2 separate regions of the Oryctolagus cuniculus genome follow, and region 2 is linked to region 1. The links are chromatin contacts, called in public Micro-C maps. All regions are on one chromosome and are shown on one strand. Each heading gives the region's core, a stretch centred on a gene start, on an enhancer-like site or on the middle of the called end of the contact. The rest is flanking DNA. Distances are from core to core; before and after follow the strand shown. Region 1 holds the start of DLG1 (discs large MAGUK scaffold protein 1). Region 2 has its middle 58 kb from the start of DLG1.

Evidence for each region. Hi-C and Micro-C count contacts between places; a contact is called where the count stands out from the background.
Region 2: a contact with region 1 is called in a Micro-C map of ear pinna, with 3 times the contacts expected there. The contact joins the enhancer-like site here to the promoter of DLG1 in region 1. A contact is called at or near these places in 3 of 6 Hi-C or Micro-C datasets (ear pinna, embryonic fibroblasts and skin fibroblasts).

The regions. Positions count from the first base shown.
Region 1 is chr4:83,761,089-83,765,535 of mOryCun1.1, forward strand. DLG1 (discs large MAGUK scaffold protein 1) reads right to left here and starts at 1,278. Exons shown (of 26, transcript XM_070072340.1): 1 at 723-1,278.
Region 2 is chr4:83,817,743-83,822,323 of mOryCun1.1, forward strand. No RefSeq gene overlaps it. Among named protein-coding and RNA genes, the nearest start is that of DLG1, 58 kb to the left of the region's middle. Within about 2 kb of position 2,314, at least 4 of the 8 cell types and tissues checked have an H3K27ac peak or open chromatin away from gene starts, as enhancers often do. A contact at or near this core is called in ear pinna, where this site is marked.

The DNA.
Region 1 (4,447 bases), core at 28-2,527:
TCCTCGCTTAAAGGGGCGGCCGCCCAAGAGGCTCGGAGGACAAAGGAGTTGACACACGGACTCTACAGGTGGTCCGGGGTTGCCCCTTTACCTCGCTGCACCCCACCGTGTGCCCCGCGGTTCTGGAGGTGCAGCGTGCGGGACTGGAAAGGCTCGGGGTCTCTGAAGACGGACGCGACCCCATCTACACTGGGTCCCAAACGCACATGCCGAAACACCCCTTAACCTGACCAAACACGTGCTCCACCCAACTCCACGACCGGACAGGGCGCCTGGCGCCGCCGGGGTGCCTCCTCAACTGCGCAAACCCCACTCGGGGAGGAGCCCACGGCGCCACCCACGTTAGGGGGCGGGGTAGCCGGCGCTTGGGAGAGGAGAAAGGAGGGGTGGGGAGGGGCGGGGGTGCCCTCTCCAGGCCACCTTCCCCGTCCTACTGATTGTCTAGAAGTTATTATGCGCCCCACTTTAAAGGTTTGAGACTTTTTCATTAAAGAAGGGCATGCGCAGTAGGGAGACCGGGAAATGTGGCACGAGTTTGAGGCTTTCAATAGAGGATATTTAAGTTGAGGTCTGGGTCCCAAGTCTGAGCGCACTGAAGGGTGACGAGAGAAGGTTCCTCGTTCACTGGCTCATTCCTGCATTCATCCCCCCAAGCCTGCCGTCCCCGCCCAGCCAGCACCTCAGGCGTGGCTCAGGCTCTGGAGGCCCCTTTAAGACCTCACCTCCGCCGGCCCGGCGCCCTTCAACTTTCTCGCGCACCTCGGAGCGGAACCGCCGGCCCGCTGGAGCCCTGCGGGCGGCAGAAGGGGAGGTACTGAGCGCTCCCCAGGTCACTGCCAGGTCTTCCGCTTCTTCTGGGGAAGCGGGACCTCCCTGCGCTGAGGTCCCGAAGGAAAACTTGACCAGAGTTAGTGACAGAGCTGGAAACCGGGAGATTTCTGTCCTTTGACCGGAACACTCTTCCCGGTGAACCCGACTGCCTTCCCCTCACACTGTGGCCATTGGCTAATAACGGGGAGTCCCGGGAGCCTCGTACCGTAACCGCAGCTGCGGCTCCGCGCTGCTGACCCCTGGGTTTCACTTTCTGATGCACCTTGGAATCCTAACTGGGGAGACGCCGAACACACTAGAGATCATCCAGACCCACTCTCTCGGTCTTGATGAAGAGACTGAGCTCCACAAAGGGGAAGCAAGTTGCCCGAGGACACGCAGGCTCTTCGGTGACAGAGCAGACCAACAACTCGGGGCTTCCCTCTGCAGGCCAGGGCTCTTTCCACCAGGCTTTTGGAGAACTTGACAGCGTCGTGTTGAAATATGAGAGAAGAGGAAGGAAAGTTTGCTGTAACCCTTGATACTACTCATGATTCACATATAAAGGTGCTTCCAAAATATTAATGGAAAATAGAATTAAAACATTGTAATGCCAAAAATGATACTTGCACATTTTCATAATACCCATTTGCCATGAACTTTTTGAAGACCCTTGTTTGCATGGATTTCAAAATTGTTTACGCCAAATAAGCTTATCTTTTACTTCTGTTTTTCACAAATCTTCTGATTTTCTTAAAAACTAATTTTTATTTATTTTATTTGTTTAAAAGACGAGAGGTAGGGAGGAGTAGAGAGAGATCTCTCATCTGCTGGTTCACTCCCCAAATGCCAACACCAGCTGGGGTTAAGCCAGGCTGAAGCAGGGAGCAGTGAACTCAATCTAAGTCTCCCATGTGGTTGTCAGGGACTCAAATACATGAACCATCACCTGCTGCCCACCCGGGTGTGCATTAGCAGGACGCTGGAGTCAGGAGCAGAGCCAAGACTTGAACCCATGCACTCTGATATGGGATGGGGCTGTTCCAAGTGGGTCTTAACCACTACACCAAATGCTCTCTCTTCACAAATCTTTCAAAATACTCTCACGTGTGCGCTTGCTAGGCAATGGGGAGAGAAAGAAATGAGACACAGGATCTGTTCTCAAGGATCCACAATCTCATGGCTGATAAACAAAAGCCAGTACAACTTTCCCAGAAGCCAGAAAAGGGGTCAAAAACAAATTGTGTGAGGATGAGGAGAAAAATAGGGCATGTTATTTATCAAGTCATCTACTGTGACTACCCTGTTCAGTTGTCAGGAGTGCCCAAAAGCAGGACTGGACCTCACACTAGCCCGAACTTAGGGCCAGGAAAGGTTCTGGCCACGTGGGAAGCATCATTACTCTTTACTCTCCTTTCTATCTGTCTGAGTTATTGGTTGCCACAGAACAGATTCCCCAAAGTTGAGTAGCTTAAAACTTAGCATGGGGCCGGCACTGTGGCATAGTGGATAAAGCTAAAATCTGCAGTGCCGGCATCCCATATGGGCACCAGTTCAACTCCCAGCTGCTCCACCTCTGATCCAGCTCTCTGCTATGGCCTGGGTGAGGAGAAGATGGCTCACGTGCTTGGGCCTCTGCGCCCGTATGGGAGACCCAGAAGAAGCTCCTGGCTCCTGGCTTCAGATCGGCACAGCTCTGGCCATTGCAGCCATCTGGGGAGTGGACCAGCGGATAGAAGACTCTCTCTCTGCCTCTGCCTCTCTGTAACTCTGCCTTTCAAATAAATAAATAAAACTTTTAAAATAAATAAATAAACAAAAAGATCCTATAATGAGGGCCAGTGCCATGGCACGACAGGTTAAAGCCCCAGCCTGCAATGCCAGCATCCCATATGGGAGCCACTTCAAGTCCCAGCTGCTCTACTTCCGACCCATCTCTCTGCTATGGCCTGGGAAAGCAAGAAGATGGTCCTGGTGCTTGGGTCCCCTGTACCCGCGTGGGAGACCCAGAAGGAGCTCCTCACTTCTGGCTTCAGATCAGCCCAGCTCCAGCCTTTGCAGCCATTTGGGGGAATGAACCAGCAGATGGAAGACCTTTCTGTCTCTCCCTCTGTCTGTAACTCTACCTCTCAAATAAATAAATAAATACATCTTTAAAAAAAATTAGTAGTGTAAGGACTCCAACAGTGATAAACATCATCTCACATTTCTATGGGTCAGGAACTCAGGGGCAGCTTAAATGGGCAGTTCTGGCTCAGAGTCTTATGAGGCCAAGATGTCTACCAAGGAAGCTATCAGTCATCTGAAGGCTTCACTGGGGCTGGTCGAGGCTCCATCAACATGGCTCACTCCGGACTAGTAAGTCGATGGTGATGGCGGGAAGGAGGCCTGTTTCTTAACACAAAACCTTTCTATAAAGCCATCGTGGTGAGCTTCCCCCTGAGCAGTGATCCGAGAGGGCAAGGCAGAAGCCACCATGTCTTTCATGACTTACTCTCAGAAGCAACACTGTCTTATTGTGTTCCGGCTGCCGTAACACAACACCTTAGCCTGAGCATTTTATGAACAATAGAGATTTACTGCTCACAGTTCTGGAGGCTAGAAAATGGGAGATCAAAGCACCAGTAATTTCAGTGTCTGGCAAGAGCTCTGTTCCTCGTAGATGGTGCCGTCCTGAGGCATCTTCACACAGAAAGGGGTGAACAGGCTCCCTCAGGCCTTGTTTACCAGAGCACTATTCCTCTTCCTGATGGCTCTGCCCATAATCTAATCACTTCCCAAAGGTCCCCCAGTCTCAACACTATCACCTTGAAGGTTAAGATTTCATCATATTGATTTGGGGCAGGCAGGGGGCAGGGCACAAACCTTCAGACCATAGCACATCCCATCACTTCTATAATATCCTATTGATTACTTAGGGTAGCCTCAAGGATGTGAATACCAGAAGGTAAGAATTACTGGAGAACATCTTCGAGGCTGGCTACCATGTCATCACATCAATGAAATTGCAACATTTCAAACAACTGTCATGTCCTTAAAGTCTTCCTCATTTTATGCAGTGGAATGTATATAACTCAACATAGAATCTGATTACTTTTAAGGGCTGGCATTGTGGTGTAGTAGATAAAGCTGCCTTCCCATATAGGTGCTGGTTCATATACCTGCTACTCCACTTCTGATCCAGCTCCCTGCTAATTGCTTGGGAAAAGCAGTGGAAGATGGCCCAAGTGCTCGGGCCCCCGCCACTCATGTGGGAGACCTGGATAAAGCTCGTGGCTTCTGGCTTTGGCCCGGCCCAACATTGGCTGTTGCAGCCATCAGGGAGTGAACCAGTGGGTGGAAGATTGATTTATCTCTCTCTCTCTCTTACTCTCTGACTCTCCCTTTCTGTGTAACTCTTTCAAATAAACAAATATTTTTTAAAAAAATAGGATTACTTTTCCAGCCTTCTCATTAAACACACATACACTTGAATAAAAAAGTTACTATTATAATAAGATACTGGTGGATAAAGGTGTTCATGCAATTTTCAAACTCCAAATTAACTTTCTTTTTGAATAATGTAAGTCTTAGGAGTCAAAGGACCCCAGGGAAAGACTCAACTCCCCTCCTCATTCATTGAGATCTCAGAGATCTG
Region 2 (4,581 bases), core at 1,064-3,563, 58 kb after region 1:
CTGTCTGCGGACATATATTCCCTTATTTAATCCCCTTCTGTAATCGAATCAGGATCGGCTGGTATGACGCATAAAAGCCAGCAATGGGATGGAAGTCACCTGGAAGCCTAGGTCACAAAGCACCATGAAGGCTTGCTGTTGGGTCCCTGTCTTCTTTGGATCACTTGTTCATAGGAAAGACAGCTGTGTGGGGTGAGCAGCCCCGTGGGGAGGTGTGTGCGTAGGCACTGAGGCCTCGAGCCAACAGCCAGGCATGTGAGCCATTGTGGAAGTGGGTCCTCATCAGCCCAAGGCTCTGCCAGCTCCTATGCTGCATTAAAGTGTTGAGGCTGGGGTTAGCACTGTGGTGAAGCCAGTTCAGCTGCTGCCTGCAACACCAGCATCCCACATACGAGCAAGTCCTGGCTGCTCCACTTCTGACCCAGCTAATGCACCTGGGAAAGCAGTGGACGACGGCCCAAGTGCTTGGGCCACTGCACCCATGTGGGAGACCTGGATGAAGGTCCTGGCTCCTGGTTTCAGCCTGGCCTAGTCTGAGCTATTGTGGACATCTGGTGAGTGAACGAGCAGATGAAAGATCTCTCTCTCTTTCTCTGCAACTCTGCCTTTCAAGTAAATTAATTAAAAAATTTTTTTTAAAGTTTAGAGTGCTGTGTGGGACACAGCTAGCTGGGAGGGTCAGAGCGTGTTCCATGGCTTAGGAACTGGGCTCAACCCAGTGTGTGAATTCCTCCTGTGTATTTTGGCACCAATTTTCTCCAGCCCTTTCTCAGATCTCGGGCCCAGAGGAGCATCTGTGAGCCAGGGGTCCAGCGTGGAGGGCTGGGTGGCTGGCAGGCACCTGCATGCTGGCTCTGGCCCAGAGCGTCAGGATGGGGGAAGGGAAGGCTGGAAGGCATTATCTAGGAAGCTTTTGGCCACGTCCTTGTCAGAGCCACAAACACATAACGTACCTTTGTCTGGAGGATTAGAAAATCCCCCACTCCCACCCCACAGTGTGGCCACAGCTCATTTTGACTTGATAAGTGGAGGAGTTCTGGATTTTAGCTCCCATTCTCTCCCTCTTGTGCAGTGGATAACCTGCACAACTGTGCTCCGTGCCCCTTTCCTTGAAACTCCTGCCCCCTGCAAAATGTACCCTCTGTGAGCTACGAGCTCACGACTGGACCTAGAGGAGAACTGGATCAATTCATGAACTTGAATGGGAGGCTCCGAGAACTGCTTCATCTCAGAAATCAGCCAACTGGAAGACAAAGCCACACCGAGCCGGTGTCTAATATGAAGACTGATGTCTCAGCTTCTCCTGCTTTCCCCAGGGCTGCAGAGTACAGGGGAGGCTGAGGACAGCGGGAGATGTTCCAGCAACAAACTCCCTGCTGCCTTTTTCCCTCACCAGTCCATTAAATGCACTTACTCCCTTGCTTGCACTTAAATACTTCCGTGTTAAATTGTTTTTATTTCTGCAGATGTTTAATGTCTGCCTTCAATATCTGTCCTGATTTCGTTCGTGGCTGTGATTCCAAGCTCCCAGCAACTGGACGGTGCACAGTGCACCAGGTGAGTGATCTCGCTCGGCAAAATGCCTGGCACGTTGCCCCGTGGTGTCTTCCGATGATGACGATGATGGGGAGGTTCCACCTCCTTACCTTAGCAGCCCAGACCCTCCAGCTTCTGGTCCCCCAGCCCACTCCCCTTTCTGCCTCCCCTCCCTCCGTTTCGACATTTGATACATCAGCCAAGCTGACCCATGGCCATCCTACCTCCATGTCTTCTCTCAACCTGTTTCTTCTGTCTGCCCAGCCCTTTCTCCTATCCCTGGGTCTCCTCACCCACCCCAGCGTGGGAAGGTCGATTCTAATTCTCTTCCTTGTGCAGAAGTGGTCTTGTGTCCGTGCTCTCCCATCATGCTCCACTTCAACCTGTGTGGATCAAATTATGCCTGATGTCTGTTGGGTCTCTGCTCTCTGAGGCCATGCCTGCCTCCTCTGCTAAGCAGAGGCTTTGTCTCACGTCCTCACCTCTGCAGGAGTCACCCAGGCCCAGGTGCTTGGTATTCAGCCCCGTGCCCTGGACAAGTCTGTAACCTCCGGGGCCCATGGTGGCTCTGAGGCTGTGAGCTGCTGCTTGCTAAACGTGCACCCACTGAATAAAAGGTTAGGAAGAGGTCAGACTCCACCAGAAGAGGGAGCGTTCCGAGGGGCTTGTTAATTATAGAAGCCTTAAGTTCTTGGATTGCCAAGAAGTTGGAAATAGAAGCCAGTTAGGCCCATGCACCAGACTTGTCTCTTCCTGTGAATGGGGATGGCATTAAGTGACTCAGAGCGTAGCTGGCACAAAGACACAATCTCTGTTCTTCAGAGCTGGCACAGAGGGCTTCTCCAGCAGTTTCGCTTTCTCCCCTCAAAAAGCCAACGCGTGGTCCACGACACCCACGCCATGGCGGCCTGGGGTGCCCTAGCTGCCGAAATCCAGGCTCTCTCTGTGGCAAGGTCTGGACGGCATGGACGGGGCTGACCCCTTCTCCCCGCCCCATCAAAGGAGCTGCCTATGTAGCGCTGGAGCCCCTAAACCAACTCCTATTTTTGGCAGTAATTATCAGGCATTTGTAAGAGCCTGGGTACGCGGGCAAAGCTTTTAAAAATAGGCCTAGATGTCTGCAGATCCCTGGTGGTGACTCAGCACAGTGTACAGTAGCTGTGATTCACAGAGTGTGTGGGCACAGGGGCCTGCGGGGGAGGCTTGGCAGCTACTCGGCTCTCCCTCCTAGAACCCGGAGGGTCACAGCCTGGAGACCAGGTGCCCACGCCCCACGGCCTCCGTCTTCCGGAATGCCACTGTCACTACCACAGCCGCCAGGCTTCTCTGCCTCACAGATGTGGCCGAACATCAAGGCCAAAGGGCGTTCAGTGGAACCGCTCTGCATCTGGGATGAGGGTAGGGAGGGAGACACAGCGGGATTCTGATGGCCGGCCAGTGTGGGGCAGATGCTGATCTAATGACTGGGGGCGTGAGGGAGGGAGAGGGGTGTAGGTGAAGTGGATGGGGACTGTCCGGGCCGGCCGGCAGAGGCCCAGCTGGGCTGCCAACTCGCTGCAGGCACTCCCTCTCCGGTGGAGGGCAGGCCCGGCTCCTGGAAGCCGGGAGGGCTCAGTGGTAAGTGCACGGCCACAGAAGCAGGCCCTGTGGGCTGGCACGAAGCCCTGCCTGGCCATGGACAGGATAGGGGAGTCAGGCGGGGTAAGGGGGGAAGTGAGAGAGGGAAAAGTGAACTTGCAGCAGCCAGCAGCAGGAATGTGTGCAGAGGGACAGAGAACAGGCTGTGGTGGGACGGGGGAGGAGTCAGGTGAGGCCACACCCACGAGGTCTATCCTGATAGGACACCGGGTTTAGGAAGGGTCAGGTTATACGATTTTCACTTTTCATAGCTGGGTCAAAGACTTTAAGTCTTCAGTGTTCTCCATAAAGCACAGCAGAGCCGCCCAGAGGTTTAAGAACCAACACGCTGAGCGCATAACAGAAACCCGAGAGCCACTCCTGCCTCGCCGCCTCCTGGCCTCTGTGAGCCCCCTTCAGAGGGGCTTCTCTCCTCTGTCTCATTATACACGCAGGAGGTGGAAATAAAGTGCCCCCCCACCCCGCCTGCCTCTCCCAACGCTGACAGAACCATCAGGGGAGAACCAGAAAGCCGCTTGCACATTCCAAGGCTTGTGTCTAAAATGCTGACTCTTGGCACGAAACGTAGAGCGGAGATAATGCTGTTGAAAGCGTTCCAGCAGTATTTCGATCTGCTATAAATCTTGCAACTCCGGGGTTTCCCGTTCACCCGAGCAGGGGTCAGCGCTTCGGGGAGGGGAGCGCATACGGGATGTGGCTGAGGCTTCACCATCAAATTGAATTTTCCAGAGTCTCCAAAGTGACCCTGGGCTCAAAAGCTGGGTGCTGGGGCCGGTGCTGTGGGGTAGTGGGTTAAGCCGCTGCCTGTGACGCCAGCATCCCATATGGGCGCCTGTTGGAGTCCCAGCGGCTCTGCTTCCAATCCAGCTTCCCGTTGATCTGCCTGGGAAAACAGCAGAAGATGGCCCAAGTGCTTGGGCCCCTGCGCTCCATGCAAGTGGGAGACCTGGCTGGAGTTCCTGGCTCCCGGCTTCAGCCTGGCCCAGCATGGGCTGTTGCAGCCATTTGGGGAGTGAACCAGAAGGTGGAAGACCTCTCTTTCTTTCTCTCTGTGTCTTCCTCTATCTCTCTAATTGTGCCTTTCAAATAAATAAATCTTTTTAATAAGAACGTTTAATGGAAAATCCATATTTTTTTCTCAAAAAAAGCCAGGTGCTAAGGAGGAAGCCTGGTGGTAAAGGCCAGGAGGATCTGACCACAGAGGTTCCCGTGCGGGTGGCAGAGGGAGCAGGACAAAGCCAGCCCTTTTATTTCCAATGACTGTGAGACAAAGGGAGCCGGAGGCTGGGGGCTGGACAGTCACGGAGCAGTGTCCGGGTCTCTCCAACCAGATTCCAGTCTGAGGGGAGATGCGTTTGACAAGTTGAGGGGAGCACTTCATCCTCTCCAGGGGTCTGCCGGGACCAC